Linked DNA regions of Rattus norvegicus: region 2 is linked to region 1. The links are chromatin contacts, called in public Hi-C maps. All regions are on one chromosome and are shown on one strand. The core of a region is the stretch at or near the end of the contact, and the rest is flanking DNA. Distances in the headings are between cores, read along the strand shown. Region 1 holds the start of C7h8orf82 (similar to human chromosome 8 open reading frame 82). Region 2 holds the start of Rpl8 (ribosomal protein L8).

Region 1 (2,795 bases), core at 120-2,619:
TCAGCAACCTGGCTATGGTGATGGCACCCAACTGCCTGCGCTGCCAGTCGGATGATCCTCGTGTCATCTTCGAGAATACACGAAAGGAGATGTCCTTCCTTCGAGTGCTCATTCAGCATTTAGATACCAGCTTCATGGAGGGCGTGCTATAGCACGCGGGCTATGGACTCCTAGGGTGACACCCGGGGAGGTGGGAGGGAAGGCCCCAGCGCGAGGCAGCATGCCAGGCCCCGCCAGCCGCCCGCCCTGCCCCAGGCCCTCCCGGGCAAAGCAGCCACGCCATATCTCGTGGCCAGTTCCTGTGGGTACCGGCTCGCCCTGCCGGTCGCAAGCAAGCCAGCCCCGAGAAGTGCCTTCTGTTTCCCGGAGCCGAGCAACACTGCCCTCCTGGTCGGCTGAAGCACATACCGCGTTGCTCAGGGCAACACGACCTTGTTCCCCTCTTCAGAGCAATCCTCCACCAAGGCACTCGTGCCCTGATCCCTCTTACCCTAGTCTAGGGGCCTCTGGCTGGGGCCTGAAGGAGAATTAGAGGTGCTCTGGAGAGCTGTGCTGGCCACCACTAGGACACAACTCTGTTGACCCAATGCCTAATAGGTCTTTGTGAAAGGGGAGGCCCCAAACCAAAGCCCTCTAGGGCAGGGCCAGGGCTAGGCAGGCTTTCTTGGGGAGGGTGGGGGAGGATGAGAGGTTTTGTTTTGTTTTGGGGGGCTTTTTTTTTTTTTTGAGTACAGAACCTATCCCATACCCAGCCTACTTGTGTATAAAGATATAAATAGAATGACAGATGTCAGAACTAAGTTTGCTAAGGACATAGTTTTAACCAGATGCTATTTATCTCTTGAACTGCCGTGTGGTCCTCGCGCTGAGCAAGTTAGCACCACCCTCCTTTGACCTCGCGGCCTCCGACCAAACTCCACTCACAGGCGGCGCGCGGATGAGACCTGCCTGGACTGGTCTGCGTTTTCCATTCTGGAATCTGAGTTCAAACAAATTGTCAAACTTCATTTCTCCTGTTTATATATATATATATTTTTTAGAGTTTTTATTTATTAAAAACAAAAGTCCCGCCATACGGAGGCCCGCAGCTCTCTGGGTCAGGTCCTGGACCTCTCCAGGACCTCTCTGGCCGCAGGCGCTCCCTCGGACGTGTGGATCGAGGGGACAGTGCTCCGTGTGAATAAAGTTCAAGTGCACACTCGCTACCTGTGCTCCAGTTTACTTCTGACACGGCGGGGGTGGGGGGCGGGTCCACATCCCGTAGCTACTTCCGGAGGCGGGTCAGACAGCTCCGCCCCACCGAGCACGTGCTGCCGGCGGAACCCAAAACCCCAAGCACAGCACTGTGTGATCTGTTTCCGGTGTGAAAGGATGTGGCCGCCTTGCGGGGCAATGCGTAACTTGGCTCTAGTCTTGGCGAGGTCGCAGAGAGCTCGGGCCTGCAGTGGGAACGAACGTGTCTCCTACACACAGGGCCAAAGTCCGGAGCCCAGAACCCGCGAGTATTTCTACTATGTGGATCACCAAGGCCAGGTGTGCCTGGCGAGTGACAGAGGGAGGAGTCCCGGGGGAGCAGCGGAATGGGCACCGGGTGGGGAATGGTTCTAGGGACGAGACCTGGGTTAGGTGTTACGTGTAGATTTGGGTTCAAAGCCTAGGCTGGAAGCCGGAAATTCCGGGCCAGCTGCTTACACGGCATCGCAGTCCCGCCCACACTAGTCTGTCCTAGCACCAATCCTAGAGCCAAGTGCTCGTGATTGCTAGTGACAAAGGGCCGTCAAGTCTGCTGTAGAAAAAGGGGTGGGGGCTGCAATGCTGAAAACCTGTCTGTAGAAAGTCCGCAGGGCCCTTTCACATGCCCCCGCCCCGAACAAATCACACAGAAAAGCAAGGACAGCAAACACCACCGGCCTTCGGGCTTTCTTGCCAGGACTTACAGTCCACTGTGTTCCTTCTGTCTGCAGCTTTTCCTAGATGACTCCAAAATGAAGAACTTTATCACCTGCTTCAAAGGTATTGCTTACTGCACTGCTCCCTTATCTCTACCCCGACTCTGAGGGAAGCCCCCATCCACAAAGGGGGTGGGAGGCTAGCTCATGCCAGTGCTGGTGTGCCCAGGAAAAGGAGCGTGTCTGGGAAGCTTGGTCACCGAGCGTGATCAGTCCGTGCCTTTTGTTCCCACAGACCTGCAATTCCTGGTCACTTTCTTCTCCCGTCTGAGACCCAACCACAGCGGGCGCTACGAGGCTTCCTTCCCTTTCCTCTCGCTTTGTGGCAGAGAGCGTAACTTCCTGCGCTGTGAAGACCGGCCAGTGGTCTTCACGCACCTCCTGGCTTCCGACAGCGAGTCACCTCGTCTCTCCTACTGCGGCGGCGGCGAGGCACTGGCCATACCCTTCGAGCCCGCTCGCTTGCTACCCCTGGCGGCCAATGGGCGCCTGTACCACCCAGCACCGGAGCGGGCAGGCGGCGTGGGTCTAGTGCGCTCGGCCCTGGCCTTCGAGCTCAGCGCTTGCTTCGAGTATGGACCTAACTCACCCACGGTCCCCTCTCACGTACAGTGGCAAGGTCGGCGTATCGCCCTAACTATGGATCTGGCCCCGCTGCTGCTCGCTGCCCCGCCCCCCTGAGACTCTGGCTGGGGCTGTGTGGGGAGGGTTAGGGCAAACACTGGGTTTTGTAGTATTCGCAGGTTACCCCTCTCGGCTTCAGAACTCCAGGTTAACCTAGATGTCCACTGTCACCTGCACGGTGACTGAGTGCATTCGCGTGCGCGCGCGCATAGGTGAGCCCTG
Region 2 (2,753 bases), core at 192-2,691, 180 kb before region 1:
TCCTCTTTCACTGACTTGACTGTCTTTTAAAGTCAACCAATTCTGGTCCTATCTTTTCTAAAATGAACCAACTAAACTCGAGTGCAGGGAAGTCCTAGGTACAAAAGTTCCGAGCGGTATAATCTTTTTTTAAACCCTAATTTTATGCATACAGGCATTTTCACCTACATGTCTGTAGCCATACACCACATTTACGCAATGCCCAGAGACCAGCAAAGAACATCAGATCCCCAGGACAGCAGTCACAGTTGTGAGGTGAGAAAATAATCTGGGTGCTCTCTAAAAGTGCAAACAGTGCTTTTAATCAACTACCCTGACAGCCCTGTAACAACCCCAGAGTAGATACTGTAGAACTCTACAATTCAACCCTGAGTTTTATTCTGTGTTCAAAGAAGCTCCCCTCCCCTCCTCCATGATTAAGGAAATAAGCAATCTGGTTCTAGGACCTTGGCCCAGCAGGTGACCACCCTGTCTTCAGGGTTCCACTGCCCTCTGGCACTCACCAACAACAGCTCGGTTAGCAGAGGAAATGACCTTCTTGGACCCTGAAGGCAGCTTCACTCGGGTCTTCTTGGTCTCTGGGTTGTGGGAGATGACTGTAGCATAGTTCCCGGAGGCTCGTGCCAGCTTGCCCCTGTCCCCAGGCTTCTCCTCCAGACAACACACGATAGTACCCTCAGGCATGGTGCCCACGGGCAAAACATTGCCAATATTCAGCTGGGCTGTGGAGAGAGGTGGCAAAGTAACTAATAACGCTAAAAGCAACGCAAACCCACACCGCTCCCATACCACGAAAGTTCTGCATTCCAAGCCCGGATCCGACACTCCCTTCCCCGCCTTGAAGCTCACCCTTCTTGCCGCAGTACACAAACTGTCCAGTGTGGATTCCCTCTGCGGCGATGAACAGCTCTGTCCGCTTCTTGAATCGATAGGGATCACGAAAGACTACTTTCGCGAGGGGAGCGCCGCGGCCAGGGTCATGAATGATGTCCTGTGGGTCAGGGTGGCATGTTGTATTACAAGGTCTGCTCGAGACGCCCTGTTCCCCTCCTGCTTGCCCCCGCCGGTGGTGCCTCACACCTTTACGATGCCTTTAATGTAGCCGTGTCGCTCCGCGAAGTCCACAGCACGCAGACGCGCGGCTCCCTTACGGTGCTTCACGTGCGCACGAAACACAGAACCGGCACCTTTCCTCTGGCCTCGGATCACACGGCCCATGGCGGCGAGTCTGGAAATGGCTCACTTTCAGCGTCCAAAAACAACATGTCCCGGCCAGCTCCCAAGGCCGAAAGCACTCCATCCCTCCCTCCCGGTCTTGGATGAGTGGACCAGGCCGCATGACAGACCACCAAGTACTAAACGGTGGCGGATGGCGGTGGATACTTTCAAACCCGCAGTAGACAAAACACAACCTACCTGCCGGCAAGCAAGGCCAAAAGAGGAAATACACGGCTCACGGCAGCCTTATCTTCCGGGGCGGAGCCATAACCCCGCCCCTTCCCCAGCGCAATGCCTGTCGGGGCTTGTAGTCCTATGCGGGGTCCTGTGTCTCTACCAACTTGCTGAACTGAGGCTTACACCTAAGTCTCCCTGGGGAGAGGCTGACTTTAAAGAAACGGACTCGGAAGCCTTATGGAGTGCAGGTGGACGGTGGAGGAGGCTTCAAGAGGTGGAAGGGTTTGTCCAGGGCCACGCAGAATCCGAGAATCCGAGTTGGTCCCAGGGAAGGATTTCCATATAAGTTGTGGGGCTCCCGATGGTGGCTCCGAGGTAGACAGAGATTGAGTGAGCAGTCACGAGAAACCTAGTGCTTTGCACACCTGGAAGGCTGGGATTTCCAGGCCGGGGTGTAGCACACGCCTTTAATCCTAGCACTCAGGAGACTGGGGCAGCCGGAGTTCCAGGCCAGCCTGGGCTAGAGAACATGTTCCAGGACAAGTCAGGGCTACAAAACAAACAAACAAAAAACACTCTGGGGGGAGTAGCGGGGAGAAGAACAAAAAGGTAATGACTGGGATTTAGGATGGTCACCTGCGGAGTTCTCAAGATGTCTGGCAGAGAAGACAGAAGTCATTGGCCTCAGTAATTGGGACGAGGGTGGGGACAGTGACCCGGAAGACCAGTGATGCATGGCAATAAAGTGGCCTATGTGTGTCTTTGGTGCCAGAGAGCCCCCAAACAGAGGGTCTTCATTTGAGTGAAACCTAAGTAGTGGATGCCATATAGGTGAAGACGGAGAGGGAAGTAACTGAGGGTCAGGGTCCCAGTTGATAATAGAGGTTTGTCAGGACTAGGAGATTTTGCACGGCAGAGGCTAAAATTGGCATATTGAGGAGGAAGGGACACGGCTGGTGGTCTGACACACTGAAAAGAGGAAGGGACACCCTGTCATTGGCATGGCTCAAGTACCACAGGTACTAGTGCATGGGGTATTCCAGAAGGGTAGTGGGCAGAGGTCTAGGCCACCCAGGGCTGAGTCAGCCCAGAAGAAAACCAGAGAGAAAGATGCCTTATATAGCAAAGACTGTGGGAGGATACCTGCTAGTGCTGTCTTGTGAACCTTGCAGGGCCATAGTTAGCTTTCTGGCTGTACTTAGGGCCCTGATACCACTAGGTTATCTGTGAGAGTTTTCTAAGAGTCTATAAGTGTATGTGCAATGTTCAGTCCCTGTCACACTCTTCCTATAGAGGCATCTTCCACTCGGCTGTCCTTCCAGAGGACAAAGACACCTTATATGTTTATTTATAGATGG

Evidence for each region. Hi-C and Micro-C count contacts between places; a contact is called where the count stands out from the background.
Region 2: a contact with region 1 is called in a Hi-C map of liver, with 2.3 times the contacts expected there. The contact joins the promoter of Rpl8 here to the promoter of C7h8orf82 in region 1. A contact is called at or near these places in 2 of 12 Hi-C or Micro-C datasets (Schwann cells and liver) and 1 of 1 datasets of contacts at active chromatin or transcription factors (oligodendrocytes).

What each region holds. Positions count from the first base shown.
Region 1 is chr7:110,325,326-110,328,120 of GRCr8, reverse strand. C7h8orf82 (similar to human chromosome 8 open reading frame 82) reads left to right here and starts at 1,369. Exons shown (of 3, transcript NM_001007751.1): 1 at 1,369-1,533; 2 at 1,965-2,013; 3 at 2,185-2,795. The coding sequence starts at 1,372. The coding sequence ends at 2,630. Arhgap39 (Rho GTPase activating protein 39) reads left to right here. Exons shown (of 12, transcript NM_173122.3): 12 at 1-1,203. The coding sequence ends at 152.
Region 2 is chr7:110,505,503-110,508,255 of GRCr8, reverse strand. It overlaps Rpl8 (ribosomal protein L8), which reads right to left and starts at 1,441. Exons shown (of 6, transcript NM_001034916.3): 1 at 1,417-1,441; 2 at 1,081-1,228; 3 at 850-991; 4 at 504-722. The coding sequence starts at 1,218.